2 separate regions of the Mus musculus genome follow, and region 2 is linked to region 1. The links are chromatin contacts, called in public HiChIP or PLAC-seq maps. All regions are on one chromosome and are shown on one strand. The core of a region is the stretch at or near the end of the contact, and the rest is flanking DNA. Distances in the headings are between cores, read along the strand shown. Region 1 overlaps Mcm9 (minichromosome maintenance 9 homologous recombination repair factor). Region 2 has its middle 38 kb from the start of Gm16998.

Evidence for each region. HiChIP or PLAC-seq counts read pairs in DNA pulled down with a chosen protein or histone mark.
Region 2: a contact with region 1 is called in an H3K4me3 HiChIP or PLAC-seq map of bone marrow-derived macrophages, with 5 times the contacts expected there. The contact joins two enhancer-like sites. A contact is called at or near these places in 2 of 39 promoter capture datasets (the C10 cell line and pre-B cells), 1 of 115 datasets of contacts at active chromatin or transcription factors (bone marrow-derived macrophages) and 1 of 9 other capture datasets (liver).

What each region holds. Positions count from the first base shown.
Region 1 is chr10:53,612,929-53,620,539 of GRCm38.p6, forward strand. It overlaps Mcm9 (minichromosome maintenance 9 homologous recombination repair factor), which reads right to left. Exons shown (of 13, transcript NM_027830.3): 4 at 7,206-7,287; 5 at 2,924-3,124; 6 at 1-24. Among named protein-coding and RNA genes, the nearest start is that of Mcm9, 13 kb to the right of the region's middle. Within about 2 kb of position 3,468, at least 53 of the 459 cell types and tissues checked have an H3K27ac peak or open chromatin away from gene starts, as enhancers often do. A contact at or near this core is called in bone marrow-derived macrophages, where this site is marked.
Region 2 is chr10:54,109,873-54,117,483 of GRCm38.p6, forward strand. No RefSeq gene overlaps it. Among named protein-coding and RNA genes, the nearest start is that of Gm16998, 38 kb to the left of the region's middle. Within about 2 kb of position 2,724, at least 11 of the 459 cell types and tissues checked have an H3K27ac peak or open chromatin away from gene starts, as enhancers often do. A contact at or near this core is called in bone marrow-derived macrophages, where this site is marked.

The DNA.
Region 1 (7,611 bases), core at 2,218-4,717:
AGCTGGCCAATATTTCATTCCTCCCTGGGAAGTGAGAAAGGTCAGAAGTTATCATTTTCTAGGACCTCAACCTGAAATCTCCCTGGCCTGTAGCCATTTTCTTAATAAGCACACTATTTGTTCCAATCTAAGATGATAAAGAAGGCCAAGTCAAGTGAGAAAAGAGAAAGAGGAGCTTTGTTTAGATTCGGCTTTTCTTTTTCAGTTTGGTTTTTGAGATGGTCCTGCAAGGTAGCCAAAGGTGGTTTCAATCCTGTACCAGTCTCCCAAGTGTTGGGACTACAGGTCTATGCCACCGTGCTGCACTGATCCTGTTTAGGTTTCAAATTTAGAATCTTTTCAGTTTCTATAAATTTGTCATGCTGAATAAAAAAGGGGGGCTTCTTTTTCTCTTTCAACTTGTAGCTATCAAGCCAGCACTATTCCTTAACACAATGCAGCCTCGTTTTCTGGAAATGTCACTATCACCCCACTACTTAGGTAAAGAAAAATAGCCTCAGAAATGAGGCACTGTAATAACTAGTGTCTTCTATAGAGGTGAGCTGGGGCTTGCGGAGCTTCTGAAAGAAGTAAAATTAATTCACCTTGCAAGTTGACTTGGCATGTGTTCTTGATTGAGAAATTGGTTGTTTTTTGGAATAAGTTACTGTGGTATCAGTACATTAAGATCACTGCAAAATAGAACTCCAATAATCCCAGGTGAAGTTCTTGAAGTCCAATTGTGTGTTTTAAATAAAAGCAACAAATTTGGGAATCATTTTAGTGTATTCATAAAGAAAGCATTTCATCCATTCACTGGTCTCATCAGTTAACAAGATTCTAGTGAGTTTTCCCTGAGCCTGTCCATGCTTTATGTACAAAGACTATTTTTAATGAGTCAATCTTTTAGTTTGGGAAATAGAACCAACAACTGAGCTACTTCCTATCCTGTAGTGGCTCAACAATGACTCAGTGGCAAGTACCTGATGGTGATGAGCCCTAGAACAGCAGGAATAGCAAACCCCTTGATTAAAAGGAAACCAGAAGGATGATGTAGAAAATGTTGAAGGTGTGTTACTAGTAGAAGGACTCTCCTTTTCTAGACAGAAAGCTGAGAGAAAAGAGGTCAGGGCTCTAAGCCAAGAAGACTTGAGATTCTGATTAAAATCCAAGGGTTACACATTAAAAACAGAATGGACCTAAGAACCAAGTTTAAGAGTATGTAAGGTGAGCCAGAACTATCTATCACATGCTGGCAGAAGCCACACTCCAGTGGTAAAGGGCACAGGGTCAGAATCTAGCCTAGACACACGTCCCAGTGCTTATCTTGAGCAAGAGCCTCTACTTTTCTGCTTTACTGTCTCTCTCCCTTCTCCATGGCTTTGTAATGGAACATGATGCATTCAATCCCTTCCAAATTTCTAGTTTCAGACTATGTTCTTATAGTGTCTGTGGCCAAGATTCCTCTTTACCGTTACCTTGCAGAAAACCTTTCTGGTATAAGATAATCAAATCAGCACAGTATGAGTTCAAATGATCCAGCAGACCCAAGTACTATGCTTGGGGTCCCATCAGTCTCCAGTTTCAGGAGACAAATCAAACCCCAAGAGAAGCAACACTGCCTGCAATAGAGAGACGCCCTTTGGATTCAGCTTCTCTTCTCCACTCCAGCAAGATGCACATACAACTTCAAAATGGTCAAATATACAATATCCCAACCAGTATCTACGACCATAAGAGGGGAGTTCATTCATACTAAGAAATGTTGCCTGAATTTCACAGTGTCTTCCTAACTTATAAGGTTATTTTATGTAATTCATTCTTTATCTGACAAATGAGTTGCATAGCTACAACTTCCTAATTACAGGACAGATCTTCAGTCATCAGCACAGGGACTTGGGAATATCCAGGGCAGAGTGCGGTGTAATGAAGGCAGATGAGCTGTGGCACTGTAATGGATAAGGAATGAACCCGACCTGAACCTAACAACAGTTCAGTTAAAAACTACACTGAAAAATGGATGATTTTAAAAGTAATTGCTATGTAAAGCCATAGCTTAGAGAACTTTGGGCTCCTTTTTATACTGATTACATAAAAGGAAGATCAGAGAATTCTACGTATGTATTGTACGTGGAAGATTTAAAAGAAAATCCCACAAAATAAAAGCAAACTGTCCTATAGATGAGTGGAAGCTTTACTTTGTAAAATAAGTGTCTAGTTTGGCTTGTGACTTGAGAATAAAATAATATACATTAGAATGGAGATATAAGTTTATTTTTTTTGAAACATTCAAAGAAGAATGAAAACAAAATTTAATTCATGTTTTATATATGTGGGGCTTTTTTTCAATAAAAAATAATACTTTCTAAACTCAAGGCTGTGGTGTGTTATCTTATGTAATACATCGAAAGCTCACAATGTTATGCTACAACGACAAACGTTTTCTGTCCATCAGTCTTTCCCTATTTTAAATCCTCAGCTAACACGGCCTTTATTTGGAAGTATGGTAGAAAACTATGTACTTAATGTATAAAAGCATGAGGACGGACGTGTGTTTAGTCCCCAGCACCCACATGAAAAGCTAGGCATGCTCACACATGCTTGTAATCCCAGTGCAGGGGAGACGAGACAAGTGATCACTAGGCCTCACTGACCGGTGAGTCTAGCCTTCTGTCCAAGTCAGACAACTTATTTCTGTAACTTGGGGGCAGGGGCAAGAAAACACGTGATGGCTCTTGAAGAATAACATAAGATTGACCTCTGGCTTTCACATGCACACACACACAAGAAATAACAAAATCTCAATGCCAGAAACAGACTTGAAGATACTGACTAAATGATAACCGTTAACAAAGCTACACATCACCTACGTAAGTCATATCCCATTTAACTACTGAGTTGAATGTAGTCAATTCTGATGAGCCTTAGGCCCTTCATCACCAACCTGCAAAGGGGTCACTCTTATAGTGTTCCCAGAAGTCTTCAAATTCTTTTCGAGTGTCCTCATCCATGACCATCCCCGAGGATTGCTCATTATTCACTTGGACATAGTTGGCTTTCAAGACAATCTCAACTTCACAGCGTACATCTCGCTGAAAGGGTTTCCACCGTTGCATTACAACCCCATAGATGGTGAGGTCATCTCCTAAGGAAAGCACCCACGTGAGTCCAGCAGGAAGATCATGCACAGTGAGATGGCATTGAAGCACTTGGCAAAAGACCAGAAATTAGAAATAAGCTGCCCATAACTTCCTGTTTCCAAGGACATCTGTTCATTCAAAAAGCAACGACCAATTTTAGGTTAAAACACAACCCAGATTCTCAGCCCCTAAAACAATAAATTGTTTCTGAACACATAAAGTCAAAGTCAGCATTTTACAACAACAAAATGTGCTACATAATAAACACACAATGCCCTTTACTGGGAATAGTGCACTAGATAATTTACTTATCATTGTTATGTCGGACAACATGTTCAATCTCTGAGAAACTAGTCAACCAGAAACTGAAACCACATTAGCTTGGAATCAGGAAAGTAGACAGCCTAGTGCTGTCTGGCATGTTTCTTATGTGTTTTTTTACTTTATTAATATTTTACTCAGTCTCCTGCTTTTTTCAATGAAGGAATAGATCAGTACATATTGATTCTACTTCAAAGCATAAAATAACTGGTTTCAGGCCCCAGGTCAAGGGACTGAGGTGCAGACCTGGCATCCCAATTCTAGCATCCCTCAGCCCCTACCTGATATATCCTGCCCTCAACTCTGAACTTTCCAGCCCAGAAGCTGGACTGCCTCCCCCCCAGAGGCTCTTTCTATACAATCCAGACATTTTGGTCTCTTCTCTCTGTGCGCATGCACCCTTTCTTGACTCCCCTTTCCCCAGTGGCAACTCCCCTGTCCTCAATCCTTGTGGAGAGTAAACTGGCCGGAGAGCAGCTTCCCGATAACCCTTCCTTTGATAGAATCTGGCTTGAACTGGCTCATTCACCAGTGGATAAATAACTTGTCAGATGGTGCTGAACCCGAGAGGATTGAGTCCCCAGCCCAATGGCCTAGGTCTTTCCTGGCCACGTGGAGTCTTGTTCTCTTCCCTCACCTTTCTGCCAGATACATCATTTCTTCGAACTCCGTGAGATAGCCTCTTAGGATCCAGGACCCTCTGTGCTCTCTGCTGATTTGTGGCTGTGCCAGTGTTAGCCCCACCCAATCAAAGAACAGGTCTTTGTTCGTGGGAGTAACCTTTGATACAGAGATGTCTTATTACACTCCCCACCCCATAAACCATTAGGTCACAGACTATCAATTGGGATGCCAATTCCATAGTGTTAGCATCTCCAGCAAATGCTGGGAAAATGGGTGCCACAGGATCTAAAGCAAAAATTTATTCAAATTGGTCTGAACGCCCTGTGTCCACTTTGGAAACACTCCCTTCCCACTGAGCACAGGGATCCAGGTACAGTGAAGCCTCACCCTCTCTCACCGCCCACTCCCATCTCCCTCCTGTCCTTGTGTGGCCCTGGCCCCAGCATCAGCTGCCAACTCCATGTGATTGCAACAGTGATGGTGAACGACCAGCAGGCTCATTTTAAATTGCTCACTGTGCCTGTGAGGGGTCACCATCTTGACTTTGGAATATGGCTCCACCACCATCTTGCTTAAGGGCAGCAACATGTGACATGATCAGACCAGGGAAGCAGGTCTCCACATGATACTTTTGAATTGAAATAAAATTTTTATATATAAATATTTTTAAGATTTACTTAATGTATATAAGTACACTGTCACTCCCTTCAGACCCAGCAGAAGAGGGCATTGCATCTCATTTCAGATGGTTGTGAGCCACCATACGGTTGCTGGGAATTGAACTCAGGACCCTGGAAGAGCAGTCTTAACTGCTGAGCCATTTCTCCAGCCCATATTTTTATGTTTTACTTCTGTACTGTCTTGGCAAATAGTTTACAATATTGTTCTATGTTTTTACTCTTTGAAAGATGGTTTATTTTAATATAACTTTAAAGTTTTACAACATTAAAAAGGTTAAAGATCACTGCCTTAAAAATATATTTGCCTTGTTCTTATCTACCAGTAAGAACCAACTTGTTCCTTAGTTATTCCTTCCCACCTGAGGAAAACCTATTCCTGGGAGGCAGATGACCACACTTCTATGTGATGTTCTCATAGGAGACCCTAGGTAGCTTCTAGGCACATTTACTAACCCCTGATGCCTGTGATTTACCATATACAATACAGCGTGTTATTTAACATGTATTTAAGAATGTGATATCCAGAGCAGGGCGTGGTAGCGCACACCTTTGATCCCAGCACTCAGAAGGCAGAGGCAAGAGGATTTCTGAGTTCGAGGCCTGCCTGGTCTACAAAGTGAGTTCCAGGACAGCCAGGGCTACACAGTGTTTTACATATGTGTTTCCAAGAATTTTCATACACCTTGCAAGGTCAATCTAGAATAATGTCATTTTACTGTATTCCCTCTTAAAAGTTTTAGATAAAAATAACTGGAATAAGTTTCAATACATACTTACTTGAAACACCCCCTTATTATCTTCACTCTAATAGATTATACTGAGGTTCTTTCAATATTCATTAAATGAGGGCCATAACTTTCAATATAGTAGAAATCAATTTCTATAAACAGTGATTATATAGAAAACAGAGTATGGAAGAATGGCCAAGAATAACAATCTCATTAGGAATGGGTGTAAATCTTCTTGCCACCATTCTTGGGCAAATTATAGTATCAGTCATGATACTATAATGAAAATTAGATCATATATATGTATGTGTATGTATATATACATATATATGTATATGTATGTACACATATAAATTAATGGAATCTCAACTTAGTGTTACCTATTATTATACTAAAATTACCTTGCATTTGTAGAACATTTAAAAACACTTAAACTACAAGCTGGGCAGTGGTGGCCCACGCCTTTAATCCCAGCACTTGGGAGGCAAAGGCAGGCGGATTTCTGAGTTCGAGGCCAGCCTGGTCTATAGAGTGAGTTCCAGGACAGCCAGGGCTTTACAGAGAAACCCTGTCTCGAAAAACAAAAACAAACAAATAAACAAAAACAATTCCCCCCACCCAAAAACCAAAAAACCCCAAATACACAAATGGTTTCATATGTGCAAGTACTTTTTGAATGGCAGATTTATGTGATCATTGTAACTTTGAAGTTTACAGAAACAGAACATTCACTTAAAAGCTGTGTATTTTCCTACAGTTAATATGTACACTATTGGTAAAGCTACAGTTCTTCCACTTAAACAGTCCACTCTCTGCCCCTTTCCCTTCCCCAGCATCTGGAGTCCTGCAGATATCCCCAGTCAGATCCATCCCTTTGATCTTTATCACAGTTGTTAGCACGGCAATCCACTTCATTGCTCTGAGGAGTGTGAATTCTGCCTTTTGATTTCTTAGGTTTACAGCTATGGGTAATGGGGCAAAGATCTGTTAACATACTGCTTTTACCTGTCCTTTATTATGAATGACAGCTGAAAGAAATACGGCTTAAGATTTCAGTGTAGACATAATTCAGGTTCAATCACTACATGGAAACACTGTTCTCTACTGAGAATATTCTTTTTCAAAACCTGTGACACTCGGGTGTCATCAGCACACAGCTGAGAGAAACAATGATGCCTTTTGCTTAGGTATCACTAAGTTTTTAGTCACACTTGACAGTCCCATCTGAGTCCTTTGACTGCCCAATCCACCGCAACCCTTTTGAGATGGCCCTGTTAAGCATGATGCCTGACTGAAGAGAGGCGTGGGTCAGAACTCAGTGATCTGGGTCTATGCTCCAGTCCTGCTGCTTAGTTCTTTACATGGGGTTAGGTAAGTCTAGTTCCTTGTCAGAAGGGACAATGTGAGCAGCAGGAGACTTCTAAGCCCCAGCTTAGCTCTTCCTTCCTCTCTCTCTAAGCCTAACTCTTCACAAGGTGACCACTTAATGCCCTCCGTCCCTTGTCAGTAACTTTGTGGGACATAAAAATAAATAATGACTATTCAGACCCTCCTACTACCAAAAGTTTACTCTTGCTGGCTACATACAGTAGCACCCATCTATAGCCCCAACTGCTGGGGTGGAGGTAGGTGGTAGGAGGGGGAGGAGTTGAGGACCACACAGACCCAAGAGTTCAAAACTAACCAGAGTAACACAGAACTGCCATCTCAAAAACTAAAAGGTAATTGCTTACCAGATTTGCAACTGTCAACTAGGTCATCTTCCAGAATAACTTTCATAGACCGTGGGATACTTCCAACAGACAGCCTTTGCACCTAGCAAGCGAAAGATAAGAAAAGGGGTGTGCTTCACTAGATGCTAAAGATCCCAAACACGGGGCACTCGAAACTGCTTCCATTTCTCGTATTATAATATAGTTTGATTATGATAAGTCTTAAGGAATTTTCATTAAAAACTATGACTAATACCAGCTTCAGACTTCACTAACACTAGCTGTTGGTATGCTTCTTTAAACCCAGCACAGGAAAGGCAGAGGCCAGTGGATCTCTGTGAGCTCAAGGCCAGTCTGGTCTTCATAGTTTCAGGAGAGCTGGGCTATGTCATAAGACTCTAAGTTAAGAGAGAAAGACAGGAGAGAG
Region 2 (7,611 bases), core at 1,474-3,973, 500 kb after region 1:
CCATAATCAGCTTCCAAATGCTGACACCATTGCATACACTAGCAAGATTTTGCTGAAAGGACCTAGATATAGCTCTCTCTTGTGAGACTATTCCGGGGCCTAGCAAACACAGAAGTGGATGATCACAGTCAGCTATTGGATGGGTCACACGGCCCCCAATGGAGGATCTAGAGAAATTACCCAAGGAGCTAAAGGGAACTGCAACCCTATAGGTGGAACAACAATATTAACTAACCAGTACCCGGGAGCTCTTGTCTTTAGCTGCATATGTATCAAAAGATGGCCTTTTGCAGGGCCATCACTGCAAAGAGAGGCCCACTGGACTTGCAAACTTTATATGCCCCAGTACAGGGGAACGCCAGGGCCAAAAAGGGGTGTGGGTGGATAGGGGATTGTGGGGGTGGGTATGGGGGACCTTTGGGATAGCATTGAAAATGTAAACGAGGAAAATACCTAATAAAAAATAAGAAATGTAAATGAAGAAAATACCTAATTAAAAAATAAATAAATAAAAAGGAATTAAAAAAAAAAAAACAAAAACAAAAACAAAATGTGAGCCGGGCGTGGTGGCGCACGCCTTTAATCCCAGCACTCAGGAGGCAGAGGCAGGTGGATTTCTGAGTACGAGGCCAGCCTGGTCTACAAAGTGAGTTTCAGTACATCCAGGACTACACAGAGAAACCCTATCTCAAAAAAAAAAAAAGAAACAAACAAACAAAAAAAAAAAACCAAAACCAAAACAAAACAAAAAAAAACCCCCAAAACCCAAAATGGAAGCCAAGGTTGTCCTTTGACTTCCACAAGAGTGCCGTGACATATGTGTTTGTGTTTGTGTGTGTGTGTGTGTGTGTGTGTGTGTGTGTGTGTGTATATATATATATATATATATATATATATATATATATATATATGTATGTATGTATGTATGTATGTATGTATGTAGAGAGAGAGAGAGAGAGAGAGAGAGAGAGAGAGAGAGAGGACAGAGGGAGGGAGAAAACAAAGTTGAATTTTAATTTAAAAACTTACTATTACTCATCTTTCCTTGAGCCTCTTTGTTTTCCTCTGTGACATATTCCCCTACTTTATCCCTTAAGCTGGTTAACTCTTCCCTGAATGCTTGTCCAATGTTTCACGACATCGTTACTGTGCTGAGAGTGTAACCAGCCTGTGATTACAATAGGTCTGTAACCATGAAGAACAGTCCATTTTTATTAAAGGGCACACAGCTAGTGCCCATGTCACAGCAGCACAGCTATTCAGGCACCGTAAGAAAGTATGATATAAATACATTCCCCATTCTGCTTTCACTCTCACTTTTAAAGTTTCAAGAAAAAAGTTCATTTAAAAAATGTACTGCATTTATAAATACAAAAGCAATGGAAGTGAAGGGGAGTTTTAGGTGTAACTAAATATTTTGCTTAAAATGTGCATTAGTTTTCAGATGGTGAAGTTCACCAGCACACTGCCCATTTTACAATTACTGGCTCTTTTTCTATTACCAGGGACTACACTGTAATTAGGAGATTGTATGTGTAGGCTTTCTGTTCATGAATCTAGTACAGTTCTTCTAAACATTATAAAAAGATATTAGGTTAAATGTTTAGAAATATTTTCCTGTGACTAATTCTTGACAGTTGTAAAAGAAAAAATGGTTTGTACTCAAGCTTGAAAATGCCCAGTTGCAGAAGTACTTTGAAGAGAAACCACTGATCTCAAAGACTCTATCCTTAACAGAAGGTCTATTTGACCTGCCTCTATTTGTTGACCCAGTATTACTCTGGGTAACTAATCTTTTATCAGTTAAAGTAGCCATATGTGATTTAAGGGATGAAACATAAAAAACATTGAGCAAATTTATCTCTGGATGAGATGTCCAGCCTCATATTTTGAGGGGTAGGCAAAGGTAATCTACAGATTATTGGATTGTATACTCAATGAATTATTGGGAGAGTTTCACCCAAAGCTTTTTTCTTCAGATTTAGATAATTCTTTTCACTGAAGAATTGGTTCCTTAGTAACCCCAAAACAGACACAGAGGCAACACAAGTCATTATTTCCCTTAAAAACCATCTCACCATGTAGCATACTGAGATCACCTCAGTTGTATGTATCTTCAATCCAGTGTACAATACTGCTGTATTTAAATTATTATGCCTTTTGTTTTACTCTTTCCCTTTATATAACAAAAAATCAATCAAAAAGAATTAAAGGAAATAAAAGATTAAATTACAACATAACAGATGAAAGTATGCCATAATGGAGGTCTTTGCCAAGGACTTGGGTATCATGGTAATATTGTAATGCCTTAAGTATAAAAACTCAATATATAGTTTTTCTGTTTACAGTCTTGGGAATGTCTCCCACCTTTAATATTTGAAATGAACCCCATTGTCTTGGAAAATGCTACAACGTATGGTAAAAGACTTTACAATGGAGTCCTGTAGGGACAACAGTTTCCCATCCTTGATAAAACAGTGCTGCCATTTGTCTAAATGAATGCTTAGTCTGATTGCTTAGAATATTTTAATACTGGTGGATTTTGACAGTGCAGTGAGGAAACTGAAGTTTGGAAATAAAAACACTTCTAAGCATTGCTTTAGCTTTCTTATTTTGACTTAAGTTTTTAATCTATGACATTATTTCCTCCTCTAAGCACTTGCATGCATATGTTGAACTATTTCTGACCTTTAGCCTTCTTCCTCAAGCTGATGTCCTCAGCAGATGGCTTTTTCTAGCACTTAAGGCACAGAGAGGAGCAGTCTGTGGAGATGCTTTTCCTAGCTTTCTACTTCCTCAGTTGCTCCTTTCTACTAAGATTGTTATGTCTAGACCAGGTCATAGCTCTCTGTGAGAGAAATGTAGAGACATTGCTTCTCTGTCAGAATAGTAACCGGTATGTGTTCTGCTGGTCACATTCTTTTCTGCATACCAGTATTGTATATCGTCTTTTTATCTGTCCTCTCAGCTTCCTCCTCCAAATACATGTGATCATGTTGAGGACTGACTCAATCCCCTGCAGACTTCCACATTCTGCAGCCCTTTCTGCCCACTACTCAATTTTCCTAATTAATTTAAACCTAAAGTCCTCTCAAGGCAACACTTATCTGCACTTCTTCATCCTCTTAACTTACTGCTATCTGTGCAGGAAGCTCTATATCACACAACTTGCTCGATTGACATTACAGAGATCATTGTTTTGGGCTAAGATTCACCTCTGGACCCCAGATGACCAGGCCAAGCATCAAAATAGAGCTAACTTTGCTAAAGTCCACCAGCTCATTTATCTCACTCTTTGAGAAATCAACTGCAGAGATCTAGTAGCAACCAGCAGACTAATTTTCATTGGCTTGGCAAGGGTACACTTTCAAGTATTAATCTTTATACAGAAAATGTAACCTGAAGTCTGTCTTGACTGTGTTTCAGCTGTCTTGTCAGTTTTTCCTCATTTCACTAAGAGTCATTTCTTTCTTTTCTTTATAACAGTATTATACCGAGTATACTGTTGTCCTGGTTTTGCCCAAGCTCCCACCCTTAAGTGATCTTCCTTGCTTACCTTCCCAGGTAACAGAGACTATAAATATAGACCACTACACTCTTGGCACACTTTAAAGTGACCAGTCATGTTTTGTTTTTGTTTCCACTTTCTTGAAGTCTTTATTTGTTTAAAGCATCATTGGAATGCTCTTTCTGTCTCTGTCTCTCTGTCTCTGTCTCTCTGTCTCTCTCTTATACATCAATTTCCCTCACTTCATCACTTTCTATTTCTACCTTTATCTCCTTGAGGTAGCATCTGGTTATGCAAGCCAGATTATTCTAGAACATATGATTCCTCTCCCTCAGTGCTGGGATTATAGAGACACATTACCTTGCCCAACTAACATACTTTCTTTTTACAGTATGAACTGAGATCTATAAACTAAGTTGTAATACTCCTGTTGTTTAAGAGTAAAATCTTTCCCCAAAGCACCAAGGTCACCTTGGCTAAATAATATGGTTTTCAGCTTTCCCCTCCCCATTGAGGACATTCTTCTCTGTGTATGGCATTGTGTCTAGGAAACATTATTATTGAATGCGTTCTACTGAGTTAGCTTAGTGGTTTTCAGAGTATTGTTTGGCTCCTTCCTCTGTTTTCTGAATGATCGGCAGTCTGTACTAAGCCCTCTACTAGCAATGTTCAATGTCCTGTGTTTAGACTTGTTTATTTTGATGGCTTCTGGTGAGCTCTGCATGTCTGTGTAACTCAGACGCCCATTTAAACCTGAGGTGTGCCTCCCAGACTTTGTTCTTGCTTGTATCTCAGGCATAGTATGCCCATCTTCCCAAGATGGGAGTCTCTGCTGATCCTGATCATTTCTTGTGTGCTCTTATGTTCAGTGTACCCAGTAGTCCTAAACTCCTCTTCTCCTTTTCCATTTGGTCCAGTCAATGCCTGGTTTTTACTCTTTATATCTCTAGTAACTTCTGAGTTCATTACATTCTCTTGTCATTGGCTCAATTAGAATCAATCACTCTATCACCATTTTAACTAGACTTGATCTCCTAAAAACATTCTTCACTTTAAAAAAAAATCCCAGTTTAGACCAAAGAGATAGCTTAGTTTGTTAACTCCCTGTCTTCAAAGTGTGAAGACCTGAGTTTGATCCCCAGAACTCATTTAGATAATCTGGGTGGGGTAATTTACAGTTGTAATCCCAGAACTGGAGAGCCAGAGAAGGGCCGATCCTCAAATCTTGTTAACCAATCAGTCTCCCTATTTGGTGAACTCCAGGTCTGTCTCAAAACTCAATGTCGAGAGCACTTAAGAAATGACACCTATGGCTGATCCCTGGCCTCAACATTTGACAGCACACAGAAACATATATGTTCCCTATCCCAGATGCTGTCTTAGGTTCTTTGATGTTGCTGTGATAAAATACCACGATCAAAAGAAACTTAGTGGAGCAAGGAGTTAATGTAAGCATACAGTTAGGTCTCATGGAGAATTCAAGGCAGAAACTTCGGCAGTTTATCACATCACAATGAAAGTTAAGAGCAGAGAGAAACAAATGCAAAGATGCTCATTTAATTGCTTGTGCTTGGCTAGCTTTCTCCAATTTTATACAGTTCAGGAACACTTGCTAGGGAATGGTACTGCCCACAATGGGTATTCCCAACTCAGTGGGGTATTCCCACCTCAATTAAAATAATAAAGACGACCCTAAGGCCAAACCAAGGGAGACAATCAATGGAGACACTCTTCCCAGGTGATTATGTCAATGTCAAATTTGACAGAGCTAACCATCATACGTGTACTCCACACCCCTAAACATACACATACACACACACACACACACACACACACACACACACACACACACACACACACACAAATTCATAATTTTTCTAAAATATTTATTATCAGGGAATGGTACTAAGTTTCTAGTGTACATTGTCAGTGGTCCTCCACAGTCTTTAATAAAAGCCTCAACATGAGGCTGGAGGGATGACTTAGTGGTTAAGAACACTTGTCGCTCTTGGAGAGGATTTGCTTTGGTTCCCAGCACCCACACCAGCTCAGAACCATCACCCAGCTCAGATCTACCCATAACTCTAGTTCCAGAGGCTCAGATACCTCCTGATTTCTATGGGCACTAGGCACATATGTGGTGCATATGCATACATATAGATAAACCATTCATTACACATAATATAAAAACAGAACTTAAAGGGGGAAGCAAACCAACTCTTAGTCATTTGACACTTTGAAAAGTTTCATATAATTGTACTCCACTGACAATATCTGGCATTTATTTCTTGAAGATTTCACTCAAACTGCACTTAAACAGTTTCAGCTGATAGAAGGGCCAGTCCTTACCTTCTGTGTCTTTGTATATTCTCTTCACAGTCTGTGTCTCCTTCATACCACAACCTGGACAACCAATAGCTCCTCAGAAAAATATTTGCTTTGTTGTTTTGCTTGTGAGTTTATTTTCAAACCCGTGCTTGGCTCTCATTGTCTTTTTCCTTTAAGTTAAAGGGATCCCCTCCCTTTAGCACCTAAGATGCTGAGATCTTTATCTCTGATTCCTGAGACTAAAAACACAGCAACTGATAGAATGGTTGGTGTTCAATAAATGGAAAAGGAGTAAATAAAGATGGTTAGAAAATTATCTGTTGTGTTAGAGTTGGAGAAAGAACTCTGACATCCTATTCTCTTCGTATTGTGAGTTAGTAAAGCATTCAATTTTGTTAGCCAGAAGACAGAATCAATTGTGAAAATGATTTGTAATTTCCCTTCTGGCAGGTATTGAAAGTAGAATTTTCTAAGTACAGAATTTTAGGATCAGAACATACTTTATAAAGTACAGCTATATTTCCTAGCCACACATATTTCAGATCTTGGAATGTCAAACATGCAAGTCTATCAACATCATTAATAGATGTACTGTAGCCGGGCGTGGTGGCACACGCCTTTAATCCCAGCACTCAGGAGGCAGAGGCAGGCAGATTTCTGATTTCGAGGCCAGCCTGGTCTACAAAGTGAGTTCCAGGACAGCCAGAGCTACACAGAGAAACCCTGTCTCAAACAAACAAACAAACAAACAAACAAACAAACAAACAAACAAAAAGATGTGATGTAACAGCTGATAATTACTCTTGAAGCAATATAGCTTATTAAAGCATTTTCAGTGGGGTAATGTTTCTAAATGTTTACTTTTTGTAACAAATCTTTTGACTGCCCCATCCCCCGATTTATTCATTTTATTTTATGTGTAGGAATGGTGTTCTCCCTGCAAGTATGTATCTGCCCCCCTACATGTAGTACCCATGGAGGTCAGAAGAGTCCATTCAATCCCCTGGCACTCATTTACAGGTGAATGTGAGCTACCACATAAGGTTTAAAAACAAGTCCAGTTTCTCTATAAGAGTCATGCACTCTTAAGAGCTGAGACATCTCTCCATCCCTCCTGCATAGGAACCTCTGGAAATCCTCATAGATACACTCAGAAGCAAGGCTTACCAATTGCTGAGTCAGTTCCTTCTCATTCTTTTATCTATACTCTTGCCTCACTGCCCTTCTTAACTCAAATTTACTTCCCAGGTTTGAGTTTTCTCAGCCAGTCTGAGGAAAGAGACCCTGTTTGTGGCGTTGTAGTAATCAGTTAGAAAACTGCCAAAGTACTAGTGCCTCGTGTTCTAATGTTTAATATGATTTCAGAGAAAATGGTTTATAAGTCATTGCTGATGGCTTGTAGCCGCCGTTTAAAATTGGGAGGTTTCTCTGTATGTTTTTTTTTTTTAATTTATTTCATTTCATGTGTGTGAGTGTTTTGCCTGCATGTATGTATATGCATCAAATGTGTGCCTGCAGCAGTGAGAAGAGGGCATCGAATCCATTGGAACTAGAGGTAGACAGTTGTGAGCCATCATGGGGGTACTGGGAACTGAACCTGGGTCCTCTGAAAGAGCAATAACTCTTAAGTTTCAAGTTATCTCTACAGCCCACAAATTCTTGAATAGAAGAATCACATCTTATGTGGGTATTGGATAATATGGCTACTCTTTACTTAAGAAAATTCTTTTATTTCACCATAAAGCAATGTGTGCATGGCTTTGAAGGAACATCTC